2 separate regions of the Triticum aestivum genome follow, and region 2 is linked to region 1. The links are chromatin contacts, called in public Hi-C maps. All regions are on one chromosome and are shown on one strand. Each heading gives the region's core, a stretch centred on a gene start, on an enhancer-like site or on the middle of the called end of the contact. The rest is flanking DNA. Distances are from core to core; before and after follow the strand shown.

Region 1 (7,032 bases), core at 1,940-4,439:
GGGACGACCTGTTGGGGTTGCTATCATGCCATCAGAGCAACTCCAACGGGCCGACCCAAACGGACGGCGATTTCGTCCGCTTTTTGTCCGTTTGGGTCGGCCGCCCACCCGGCGTCCGCCCTGTTTTTGATATGGGCCGGCAGCGCGTCCAATGCGCCGACCCATATGTGCAGGCGTGGCCGGGTGGCCGCCCAATTTTACATTGATTTGCATTCAAACATATTGTGAAATGAAAATGTTAATAAGCCAAATAGTCTGGCCGCCCAAATAAATAGCATAGTTTTACAAGCCAAATACAAATAAAAATGTTTCACATAGTTTTGCAAACGAATAAAAGAAGATACATATATTGGTTGCCAACATGAGTCCACACATGCTCAACCAAATCATTTTGCAGTTGGACGTGAGTTTCCCAATCACGCATGTCTTCATGAAACCGAGTGAACTGCTCAAATGTTGTCGCTACTCCATGCTCAGGCACAACATTCTCACCCTGAAACTGAAAGCCTTGATCGTACAGACGTTCCGGGCGCTCGTCTTCTACGATCATATTGTGCATGATCACACAAGTAGTCATCACCTCCCATAGTTTCTGCGTGCTCCAAGTATTAGCGGGATACCGAACGATGCCCCATCGAGATTGCAAAACACCAAAGGCACGCTCAACATCCTTCCTAGCACTCTCTTGCTCTTGGGCAAATCTTTTCCTTTTCTCTCCGACAGGGTTGGGTATTGTCTTGACAATAGTGGTCCACTGAGGATAGATACCGTCACCCAAATAGTACCCTTTGTCATAGTTGTGGCCGTTGACAGTAAAGTTCACCGGTGGGCTGTTGCCTTCGGCAAGCCTAGCAAACACCGGCGAGCGCTGAAGCACGTTGATATCATTGTGTGATCCAGCCATGCCAAAGAAAGAGTGCCAGATCCAGAGATCTTGAGACGCCACGGCCTCTAGTATGACAGTGCAAGCCCTGACATGTCCCTTATACTGCCCTTGCCAAGCAGAAGGGCAGTTCTTCCACTCCCAGTGCATGCAGTCTATGCTGCCAAGCATCCCCGGGAAGCCCCTGCTGGCATTCATCGCCAGCAAACGGGCTCTATCTTCAGTTGTCGTCTCTCTCAAGTACTCAGGGCCAAACACAACAATCACAGCCTTGCAGAACTTATACAGGGACTCTAGGCATGTAGACTCGCTCATACGGACGTACTCGTCAATGAGATCACCGGGCACTCCGTATGCAAGCATTCAGATGGCGGCAGTGCATTTCTGATAAGAGAAGAAACCAATCTTGCCGACGGCATCCTCTTTGCACTCGAAGTAGTCATCATAGCCGACCACTTCCTCTCTAATACGGTTGAAAACATGCCTACTCATACGGAACCGGCGGCGGAATTTGTGATGTTTGAACAACGGGTTTGTTGTATCAAAGTAGTCCTTTCAGAGAAGGAAATGCCCGCTCTCTCGGTTGCGATTCAACACCGGAAGGTGGCCCGGAATGGAGCCACGAAACAACGGCCGCTGGCTGTTGAGGTGGTGATGGACCAACACGGCAGTGGTTTCTGCTCTACCAATTTATGCAATGTGTTGCATCAGAGTGCCTTTCACTATCTTAGATCACTTTGAAAAATCTGGCAGAAGTTTTCTTTGGTATGGTAACAAGATCAATAAACAGGGTAATTGTCTAGTTAAATGGGATACTGTCTGCCTCCCCAAAAAAGCAGGAGGACTGGGAGTCCTTGATCTGAGAACTCAAAACAGAGCTCTTCTAATCAAATTTCTCTTCAAGTTTTTAAATAAACATGATACTCCTTGGGTGGAACTAATATGGAATAATTATTATTCTGATGGCTCTATACCCTCATATCCTACAAGGTTGGGATCTTTTTCGTGGAGAGATTGCTGTTCTATCTTGCAGGATTTTAAAAGCATGACTACATGTATCCCCTCTACTGGCAGCACCATTTCACTCTGGCATGATAAGTGGAATGAGGACACTCTACAGAGCAGATTTCCTCACTTATACTCATTTTCTAAAGATGCAGAGTGTACAATTGCCTCGGCTATCGTTTCCTCAACCAGCAACTTTTATGAGATGTTCCATTTACCCATGTCATCTATGGCTGTTCAACAAAGTAATGAGATGTTGGAAATCATAAGCAACATCCACCAAGACAATGACAATAAAGATTGCTGGCAATTTCTCTGGAAAGGAAACAAATACTCCAACAGAAAGATTTATCTGCACCTTATTGGAAACCCACCAAAGGCAGCACCACCATTTCAGTGGATTTGGAAATCATGCAACTTGCCCAAACAAAAATTCTTCTTCTGGTTGCTTCTGCTTGATAGATTAAATACTAGAGATCTACTAATCAGGAAGAATTTTCAAATAGAAAATAGGAGGTGTATCCTATGTGATGATGAACCCAATGAATACCTACAACACCTCTTCTTTGAATGTGACTTCAGCAGAAACTTTTGGGCTGCAATAGGAATGGAATGGAATACAGACCTTAATACTATAGAAATGCTGATGGAGGGGGCGGGAGGGTTGCTTTGTTGGCCGCAGGGTGAGACGGGAGGCCAATGTGCCACAGACCAGCGGGTCCGGGGACAGAAGTAGGCGAGCGCGCGCGTCCGTCACGTGTCCGCGCCGACGCAAATCAGGCTCAAAAATGGACCGGGAATGGGTCGCCCGCGGACGAAAAACGGACGCGCGTCCGTTTGGGTCGGTGCGTTGGGCTGCCTTTTCTGTCCGCGCCGACCCAAACGACGGCCGCGAACGAAATGGGCGCCCCATTGAAGTTGCTCTCATGTGCAGGGACGGTCGTGATGGACACGGTAGAGGAGGCCTCGCCTCACTGGAGGCTGGAGGGAGGTCGACCACAGGTATCTGGGGCTCACCAGGCCATCGGCCACAAAAGGACACGAGCGACGCACACAGGTATCTGGGGCTCACCAGGCCATCGGCCACAAAAGGACACGAGCGACGCACACTCGCACAGTACGCGTTCTTGGATACGGCGCCGGGGCTTGCCTGGTCGCCTGGGCCGGTGAGAGTGACTACCGCGCCATGTGCACCCCACCCGTGGTCCGCGGAGCCGGAGCGGACTCCCCCATTCGCAGTTCCGCGCACCCGTGCCCGTGACCGGGAGGAGCCCATCCCAAAGACCCCGCCCACTCTTCCACGCGCGGCTAGTAGAAAAAGGCGCCTAGCCGCGCTGCGACCCGCAAAGCAAAGAAGAAAAGCGGCAGCGCCGCGGCCGCAGTCAGCAACACAAACGAGCATATTGGGTTGGCGTCGGGGCAGCGTCAGCCTGGCATCCCATTCCTTCCTTCCTCGCCCTCCCCTCACCGGACAAACCCCACCTTTCCGCTCCGCCCTGCTCCTGTTCATCTCTCGCTGCGGCCGATACGACGCCTGCGCCGCGCCGCCGGCCGCGCGCGTGCGGCTCCCGGATGCGGCGTCCAGGGCCGGTCCTCTGCGCGGCGCTGGCCGTCGCGCTCCTGGCCCCGCTTCCGCCCGCGGCGATCGCGGCAGGTAAACCGTTCTCGCCGCCCCACGTAATCTCTTTACCTGTTCCCGTCTCTGGCAACCGGTTGAAGCCCACTCCGCTCCAGTGGCGGAACAGCATTAGCTGCATTTGGTATTTGGGGTTCGAGGGGATCGGTCGGCGATGGCGACGGCTGTGGGCGCGCTTAGCTCAATCACTGATTTCGGTTTCTCCCCTTCCGACGCCCATTCGATGCGTCCCTAACGCCTTTGCGTTTTCTCTAATGGTTCAGCCCAGAATATTGGTACAGTACTGTAGGTTTAGGACTTCATTTTTAGGAGAGGCGAACGCGAGTAGTAGGCATTTTAGGTGCGAGATGGAGTCACTTAGCCCTGGAACAATCCCTGAGCACGACTGGTACGAGGCGCATTTTTCGCCTGCCTTCTTTCTGTAGACGCAGTGTAGTTGGCAAGGGGAGCAGGGACCGCCTCTGCTCACTCCCCATCGCGTTGGAGTCCTTCCTTCCTTAGGCCATTCAATTCGCCTACCTAATGGAGTTGCTGTACACGTACGACTGGGCCGATGGACTTTCATGGCTCTTGGGTTTCAATAGCCGTTGGACTTGGCTGTCCGTGAGGGTTTCAGTCCTGGCATTTGGCGTTACTGAACCACTGATAATGTCACAAGATATTTTTGATTTGCCTGATGTTCCTCAGGTGCACATGGGTTGTTTTTTCACTTATACTATGTGCTAGCCTACAGTGTACCATCAAATGCTCTATATTCGATTTCGTAGCAGCTCTGGTGTAATGAGGGAAATATGGATAGTATGAAATTTATGACAGGCAATCCATTAGGCACGTACCCAGCTAGTGGATCCGGCTTGCCTGCTCCCTCTTCATGCTCCCATCCGTGCTCCCACTTCATCCTACGGCTGTTCTTTTCCCTTTTTCTTTTTTAATCTAATCATCTCCCCCCTGATTTTCAGGGGGTGGGGCCGGGCCTTATTTTCTTCCAATCAAATCAAGCCACGTATGCGGGAGCACGGATGGGAGCATGGGAAGGGAGCAGGCAAGTCTCGTCCCCCAGCTAGTACTGGTCATGTGGCCTATTCCCAATGGCGTTAACTTCACTTCTGCTAGATACGAGCACAATTCACGCTGTGAGCATAAGTGTTGGCTTGCTGTACTGCGACATCAGTTGCATGTTTTGCTCTTTCTGTGTGAGTGTGACACCCGCTTTGCCAAATTTAGCAAAGATGCAGAATGACGAGTCTCCTCTTTCAAAAGTTTGTGATTATGGACCAGCCATATTTGCATCGTTACTCATGTTTGTTGTTTGACCATGCAGATTGTCCGTTGGATTTCAGTTGGCCAAACTTTGCGCTGATAGCTTCTGTATGCTCGGATCAGAATGGCCACTCAAAGTGTTGCCGCTATATCAATGCCGTCCTCGCGGTCTCTTCTGCAATGTATGCGAACACAACAGGCACTCTTGGGGTTCCATCTGAACTTGCCGATGCCTGTATTAGCAATATCTCAGACACCTTCGTGTCCAATGGGATACTTCCTACTGCAGCTTCGTTTTGTGGCCTCGGGATCAAGATTCAGGCGTCCTATCAGTGCGTTGGGATGACTACTATCCTCCAAATGTTACAGTCTCCGAATTTCAGTGATGTGACTAGAAATTGTGCAACCTCACTTCCAGATGACGTCAGCTGCAAGAGATGCTTAAATTCTGGTTTGTCATACCTCCGCCATCTTGTGGGGGAACAAGATAATGTCACATTGAATACCTGCCGTGACGCTGCCTTTGTTGCTTTTGTGAGTCAAGGGAACATATCTACTCTTGATACGGCGGGTTGCTTTTTCAGCGTTCAGGGGCTGAGTGCTCTTCAAGGTTCGAATTTTCTCCCGTCTATCATAGAATGGACAGTGCACTTAACAAAATTTTGGCCACACATTACTTTTGTATTTCATAACTTATAGAGGGAGAATAATATTACATATTTTTTGTTCTGACTTCTTAATGCTAGTACACTGCATAAACCCCACAGGATTTACAACTATGATTTGTAGAACTTATGTAGCACCTTATAGAGGAAGAACACCTTTTCCTTTTCTTGAAGAGTGTTAACTGCCAAGGCTAGTGCATTTCATGAATGAACATGTTCATCACCAGTTTTCTTTTCAAAGCTTCAGCTGTGCTGCACTTTTTTTTGACTGTGACACATTTGCACATAGTATTTCACAGTATGCAAATTATAGGTATATTATATTAATCAATTATCAGCACATTTTTGTTGTAGATTTGTAGTGCAAGTTTCATATGAATATACATCTTTGGTAAATGGAGTATATGTGGGTATCTTTTCAAAACTGTTTCATTTTACTATCTTGGTTGGCAAGATGGTTTATTTTGAGTAAGTTGATTGACTTTCTGCTGGGAAAATATACAGAGCTCTTACTTGATTTTGTTGCCTTACAGTTAAATGTGACGTCGTTGCCAGTGATGGCACATATGTGCTTTGTAATGAAAAGTAGTGCCATAGAACATAATGTCCATTTGTAGTGGCATGTCAAGGGTTAAGGATTTTTCGGTAGTATAATATATAATAAACTCCTTTATACTTAAAATGCGCCTTTGCGGTTGTTGAGTGTTGTAATAATTTATGAATCTCATGCAGTGAACATCTCGACATCATCCCCAGCTGGATATCCTGCACCAAATATTTCTCCCAGTCCATTTGCATCGCAAATTCCTGGGGAACATGTTGCTGAAGTGCCATCCAACCATCATCGTAGTTACAAGCGTGTACTATTCCCTGCTATCGGGGCCTTGGTTACAGGATTATCAGTTACACTACTGGTAGTACTGATTTTACTTATCCGGAGAAAGTGCAAAGAACTAGAAAAGATTGAGGGAATTAACCCTTTGAAAGTGTTGAGTTCCTGTGTCACGAAGGGCCAAGAAGGTAAACATTTAATGAGCTGTGGTCATGGTGCTGCCTTTCTTTTATTTGTAAGCTCTGTCTCGACAATTTGTTTACGAAATTATATGTTACTTTAATTTAAACCTGATGGAGTGATGTTTGAATCTGCTTTTGAATTACTTGCTATTAGAATCAGTTGCGGGACCCATTTCAGTTCATCTGCTTAGCAATATTGTTTTGCAGGTACTTCCACCATTTTTGGCAGATTTAGTTATGCAGAAATGAGAAGGGCAACAAGAAACTTTAGCACCACGCTGGGAGGGAATGATAATGCAACAATATTCAAAGGACAACTGAGCAATGGTTCTGTGGTTGCCATTAAGCGCATAGAGAGCTCACCAAAACAAGATCAGCTGGCATTCTGCAAAGAAATGGAATTTCTTGGGCGTCTGCATCATCGACATCTTGTTGGACTTAAAGGATATTGTTTAACAAAATTTGAGAGGTAAAGTACGCTGCCGCATCATCGCCATCTTGTCGGACTTAGGGGTATTTTTTAACAAAGTTTGAGAAGTAAGGTTCAGGTATTAACCAGTTTGTGGTGC
Region 2 (6,892 bases), core at 975-3,474, 130 kb after region 1:
ACCATGAGCCCCTACGATACTACCGTAAGGCAGGGCTCAACTGGCGCTGGAAAAGCGCGGAAGAAATAAATTGCTTCGATAACTACTTCCGCTGAGGTTGGAACTGTGCAAAAAATCCGGCACGGTACTACCGGTCACAGTCACAGGGAGCGGTACTACCGCGTGGGGCCGGAAATAAAAAAATTACATCCACACCTACTTCTGCATGCTTCAGCGTCAGGGCTGGAGGCAGCGGTACTACCGCTCACCAGGACACCGCTGGGCGCGGTACTACCGCTTGCATGAGCGGTACTACCACACGCCCATGCAGTACTACTGCTCCCTTGAGTAGTACTACCGCACGCCACAGAAGCTTTAGCATTTGGCAGCCTTCATATCGCAGAGACATGGATAAACTGAAGGTGCTCCATCGAAGCGAAGGAAAGGTGGTGCAAAGGAACATATGTGTACATGTTGATTCCACCCTAACCTTTCCGAAGCGGACCCCCTCTTAATAGTACGGCTTTCCTACAACTCAAATCCACCGAAAAGAACCATAGAGAACCGCCGTCTTCAATAGGCTCCGAGGGGCAACGAATCATCTTGTGCCTAGACATGAGATATCTGAAATGCTCAATGCACACGATTAGTCCGCAAATGCACTATTATCAATCACCAAAACCACTTAGGGAGAAATATGCCCTTACAAGGGGACCCACCAGTGAGCCACAAGCTCATGTGCCCCCCCGGCGCGCCCTGTGAGCTTGTGGGGCCCATAGCTGGCCTCTGTGGCCCATCTTCTCCTATATGAAGCCATTTGCCCTAGAAAAATAAATAAAGAGAAGACTTTCGGGATGAAGCGCCGCTGTCTCAAGGCGGAAGCTAGGTAGGAGCACTTTTGCTCTCCGGCGGAGCAATTCCGCCGGGGATACTTCCGCCCGAAGGGGGAAATCGAAGTCATCGTCATCACCAACGTTCCTCTCATCTCTAATATCCTCTCATGAATTTTTTCCTATTTGGATAAGAGCAACTCTAATTCGTGCCAAAAAAAGATTTAGCCTAAAAACTACCACTATTGGGAATTATAGACATATAACTCATCCCTAATATCCTCTCGTGAATATTTTTTCCCGGAGAACCGAAAACATTCCCGAATGTGTCCCCCCGCCCTCCCTACGTTCCTTGTCGTGCTCCGGCCACTGCAACTCTGCCTCGACCCCCACCGCCAAGTTCCTCGAGTTCCTCGAATCCGACAACCGTGGAAAATCTAGCGTCCGCGCTCACGCGGCGTCGACGGGAGAATATGTTGCCGCCCACCAACAACAGTGTGCCGACGTGCCCTCCCATGCCATGGACAACCTCATATTCCGCGTGATGCGCCAAACATGAGGCGGTGCACCGTGGCAAAGCTCAAGGACGAGTCGTCGACACCAATGAAAAAATCGACAAAGGTGTCGACACCTTTGATGCATGTCCCTCTCCGGTGATCTAGACAATGCCAACTCACCCCTCCCTCCTGCCCTATACGTCGACCTCCAATACCCCCAATTGCGACGATGGCACGATGCACACCAAGTGCTTGTTGAAATGCCTCCTACGTAAGAAAATTATTTTTCATTTATTCGCTGGTTTTGGTAAGTTTGATGTCTAATTTGAGCACTTAGACATGGTGTGCAAAATGACCCAGAAGTAGAGGAGTTCATGATAAGGTTGAAGGAAGATCAAATTGGGGTTGAAGACATCCAAATCTTGTTAAGTCCGTGCCATAGTTTTTTTTTGTGCGGAAACGTGCCATATGAGTTAGAGCATTGACGATTTCTTCTCTCTTTATTTTACGATTTGAGGAAACAATTTGAAAAAGGAAATGTGAGATACGGTACTTGTAACACGGATAGCGATTGGATTAGCAAAGCCACTTTTCTTGTTCTTAAGTTATCTTATTACTTGATTTGATAGTGCGTTAAACTAATGACGGCTGCTAAACCCTTGGTCATCGGTGCAACCACCCCATGTCGTTACTAAATGTATACCGCCAGTCAATCTCAATTAGAAGGAAGGAAACTTAGTGCGTAAGCACAACGGTCGGATCGTGAATTGACGGCCCAGATTAAGCAAAACAAGTGGCCTAAACGGCTAAACCCACCCGTTGGGAGGCACGGTTGACGAATGCGTAGGACCGCGCCCATCGTTATAGCACCGGCGGATCCGCGTCCTCCGGGTCCGGGTGCTGCCGCCCCGCCCCGCCCCCGGAAGTGAGTCATCCCCGGACGCGGACGCACACCTCCCAACACGTCCCGTCCACCCCGACCCGACCCTCCGCGCACGCCAGATAGAGGTGGGCGAGCACTACTACACAGTACACACCCGTCCACGCTCACTACAAGAGCCAGCCACGCACGCGACCGCGCCCAACGGGAGAAGAGAAGAGAAGAGAAGGGAGAGGGCGGCGACGAGGACGCACGACGGCACGGGCACGCCGAACGCTCTCGCAATGCATCACGCCAAGACCGACTCGGAGGTGACGTCGAGCATGGCGCCGTCGTCGCCGCCGCGGGCGCCCTACTACGTGCAGTCGCCCAGCCACGACGACGGGGAGAACCACTCCAAGACGGCCGCCTCCTCCTTCCACTCCTCCCCGGCCGCGTCCCCGCCGCGCTCGCTCGGGAACCACTCCAGGGAGTCCTCCTCCTCCCGCTTCTCCGGCAAGGTCCCCTCCGCAGGCTCGTCCCGCCGCGGGGTCGCCGGCGGAGGCGGGAAGCGCGGCGGTGGCGGCGGTGGCGGCGGCGAGGCGGCGCGCCGCAGCCCCTGGATGAAGGAGGCGGCCATCGAGGAGGAGGGGCTCCTCATGGAGGACGACGACGACGCCGACGGCCGCGCCGGCGGCTTCTCCGCGCTCCCCAGGAAGGTGCGCTACGGGCTGGGCTTCGTCGCCGCCTTCCTCGTGCTCTTCACCTTCTTCGCCCTCATCCTCTGGGGCGCCAGCCGCAACCAGAAGCCCGTCGTCTCCGTCAACGTACGTACTCCCCTTTCCTTTTCCCTCTGGGCCGGATTCGTGATTCGTCTTCTCTTATGCAAGCAAGAACTGATGATTCCTCCCCGTTGATTGCGCAGAGCGTGACGTTCCACAACTTCGTGATCCAGGCGGGGACGGACGCGTCGCTGGTGCCGACGGAGATGTCCACGATCAACGCCACGGTGAGGCTCACGTTCCGCAACACGGGGAGCTTCTTCGGCGTGCACGTCACGGCGCAGCCCGTCACGCTCTACTACTCCCAGCTCCTCATGGCCTCCGGCGACGTAAGCATTCATTCATCCCCGCACGCGCATCCTTAATTCCTCATACAGATTTCTTTGAACGGTTTCATCTGATTGATCGATCGAATGGTAAGCCTCAAGTTGGAGAACAACCGAGTCAATCTGGTAAGTAAATGGCTGTGAATTAATCACAATAAGTACTGCATTCAGGTCATGCCTGAACGATTGATTTCTCATTTCTTGTTGATAGATACGTAAACATTTGTGCGGTGCATTTACGTCAACCAGTAGTCTTATGAACACACATTTGCATATTGTAAGCCCAAAGAGAAAGTCAGTCTTGCTCTGTGGCTTCTAGATGCGAACTTTGGACTACAGCTGCACATGTCTTGACCAAAACAAAGGGTGTTAATTTAGCCATGGCAACGTCTGCTGATAGCTACAAAAGCAGAGGCCACTGAACACTGTTGAAAAACTCGAACAGGACATCGCCATCCCGAGTTGCTGTCATCCAGTTCATACCCGTTCTTTATTTCCTCCCTTTTCCGCGGGAAATCCAATTCATATTATTATTTTCCTTCTTTTTTTGCGTGGAAATCGTATATTGAACTCAAGCTACAAAACCATCTAAATATACCGCAAAATCTGTGTGGCAGATGAAGTACTTCTACCAGCCTCGGAAGAGCCAGCGCAAGGTGGCGGTGACGGTGGTGGGCAACAAGGTGCCGCTGTACGGCGGCGGCGCGGGGCTGAGCAGCACGCCGGGGCCCAAGGGCGTGCCCCCGCCGCCGGTGCCGCTGCAGCTGACGCTGAGGATCAGGGCGCGGGCGCTGGTGCTGGGCAAGCTGGTCAAGCCCAGGTTCTACAACAACGTGCAGTGCACCGTCCGGCTGGACACGACCAAGCTGGGCAAAGCCATATCCCTCAAGAAATCCTGCACCCACGTCTAGCCACCTTGACCCGACCCGACACCGCCATCTTTCTTTCTTCTTCCTCTCGTTGCTTGCTGCATATGTTATGTTATGTAATGTGATGTAATGCGTGGATTACTAGTACCATTTGGACGGGAGAAAGCGGCGTGTCCGTTGTGAATGGAGTACAGATGAATTTTGTCGCCTGCATCGGGATGAAATGAATGAATGATCACGCGTTTCTTGCCGCATTTTTTCATGGACGGTGACGGTGTGGGTGTGGGTGTGGCGTGGGTTTTGTGATGTGCGCACAAGGCGTGGTTGCCGTGAAGCCGGTGTTGCTTCCGTTTTTGGTGCGGTATGGATTGGATTGGCGGACGTTGCTGTCCCATCACCGTCAGTGTAAACTGCTCCCATAAACCGTGGATTTCCCCCCCCCCCCCCCCCTTTCTTTCTACACGGAGGTTTTAAGCTTGCTGGTACGGTGGTACGCATCCAACTAGAGTTACTTATGAATGTTTTTTTTTTTTGCAGGGATTATGAGTGTTTTCTTTCTGCGGGGAACATCTACTGTACTTATGAATGGATAGTTCCACGACTGCTCCAGGGGCACTGTAATATCGATCTGATGGATGACCATTAGCTCTTTTTTACTGCCAAAATCTGATGGTTACAATCAAAAAAACGAATCCCCGTATTAATGCGCAGAGCCGTTTCACTGTCGAAGAGTAGGACTGGCTCGATAGCTGTAATGGTAGAACACTGCTACTAGTATTATTGATGTACATTTAGGGGTCAGTGAAGGTTTGTGTCGGATCGTATCCTGTGCTCCCATCTCCTGCATGCCCACGACTGAAACGCCACTGCAGAGTTATGCAAAAACTGAAGCAAAATAAATAATGCACAGATTCAACATTGTATGTCTATTTTCCCACAAAAATTTAAATTCAGAACCGAAAACACATCTCGAGAGAAAAATATGAAAGAAACATTCAGTGATGGTATTGATGATTGGCCAATTTTACAGCCAAACAGAAATTAGCTACCACGTACAACTACTATAATTCACGCATAAATTTATCTTTTTTGCACCTCGAACGTAGATCAATTTTTTACCAGTGCACCGAATATTTTCCAGAATTTTTGTAACTTTTAAAAATGATATATTGAGTTTGACATTACCAGAAGTACACCAGGGACGGGACGGGAACACTGCATGCATCCTCGTGTCGAGAGATCTCACCTCACATGGAGGCTGTCAGAGTGGGAATGGCTCGCTCGAGCATTTATGGACGTGTACCGAACACTGAACAATTTGCTCCTATGTGTATATGCATCGGCCGGGCTGTCCTGTATTACTGCTTCTGCTTTGAAACTGTAGTTTATTATGGACAGCCGGAGACTACTTTGGCTATATATATGCATCAGGAGTTCTGAAGTCAGAGGGCAGGTGCGTCGTGCGTGCAGAATTACTTCCATTTTACAGTGGCAGTGTACTCCGTTCACAAGAGATCTATACATTCCGATGAAGCATAGATTACATAATACATACTGAAACAAGCGAACAGACACAGTAAAACATTTGGTAAAACGGAGCATGACTGGCTGGCTCTATGCATTATCGCCAGAATTCGTTATATAACTTTTTAGATATAAAAATAATGTTTCCTTGAAAGAATGTAAAGGTAACCATACTCTGCTTCCTAGTATGGTTACCAAGGGGGAAAAAAATAAGGTAATTAAATGAATGGCCTATTCTGAAATTGTAGGGGGGAGGTAAAAAAGGGATGACTACCTGCTTCTCAGATCTTATTAAAGATCATTCCCTAGATTTTATAGGCCTTCAAGAAACTATGAAAAAGAAATTCCCTTCTATGTTCCTTAGGAAAAGTGATCCCTTCGACAGATTTGAATGGAATTGGGTTCCTTCTGTTGGAAAATCAGGTGGTATCCTGTGTGGAGTGAAAAAAGAGACCCTTGAAATCATCTCCTAGGTAGTTGGTAATTTCCTTGTACAAGTTAACGTTTTATGATGTGAAGCATAAGTGTGTTCGGGCTCTCATAGTGGTCTATGAGCAGCCCAAGATGAGAGAAAAGATGAGTTTTTAAGTGTGTTCGGGCTCTCATAGTGGTCTATGGAGCAGCCCAAGATGAGAGAAAAGATGAGTTTTTGTCAGAACTAGTTTCTGTTTGCTTCCAACTTCATGTCCCCTATATAGTGGGCGGAGATTTTAATATTCTCCATGATAGTGGAGAGAAAAACAAAAATATGGCTCACTCCCATTACATAGAGAAATTCAATTCTGTTATCCAGACTTTGAAATTGAGAGAGATCCATATGGGAGGGGGGAAATACACCTGGACTAATAAGCAGAAACATCCCACCCTGGAAAAATTGGATAGAATCCTTATGCATTTCGATTGGGAAGACCTGTTACCTTTGGTCACAGTCCGCAAACTGGCGAGGGACGTCTCGGGCCATAATCCGTTGCTCTTAACCTCGGGTCCCGAGAAAACAGGCCCTTCCCACCAACGTGAATTCAGGTTTGAGCTGACCTGGTTAAAAAATGAGGAGTTTTACATCAAAGCAAAAAAGATCTGGGAGCAGCTTGTTTTCGCCGACGATCCTATTGATGTTCTCAACATAAAAATCAAACGTATTAAGAAGTATTTCAAAGGATGGGGTTCCCATTCCTTTGGACATGCCAAGAAGAGAAAAGGTGCATTAAAGAGGAGCTAGAAGAGAT

Evidence for each region. Hi-C and Micro-C count contacts between places; a contact is called where the count stands out from the background.
Region 2: a Hi-C map of leaf shows a contact between it and region 1, with 2.5 times the contacts expected there. The contact joins the promoter of LOC123053321 here to the promoter of LOC123053320 in region 1. A contact is called at or near these places in 2 of 5 Hi-C or Micro-C datasets (both in leaf).

Annotation. Positions count from the first base shown.
Region 1 is chr2D:387,019,417-387,026,448 of IWGSC CS RefSeq v2.1, forward strand. LOC123053320 (probable receptor-like protein kinase At1g49730) reads left to right here and starts at 3,190. Exons shown (of 9, transcript XM_044476778.1): 1 at 3,190-3,542; 2 at 4,846-5,394; 3 at 6,182-6,469; 4 at 6,671-6,932. The coding sequence starts at 3,461.
Region 2 is chr2D:387,153,054-387,159,945 of IWGSC CS RefSeq v2.1, forward strand. It overlaps LOC123053321, which reads left to right and starts at 2,225. Exons shown (of 3, transcript XM_044476780.1): 1 at 2,225-2,992; 2 at 3,091-3,276; 3 at 3,891-4,404. The coding sequence starts at 2,471. The coding sequence ends at 4,184.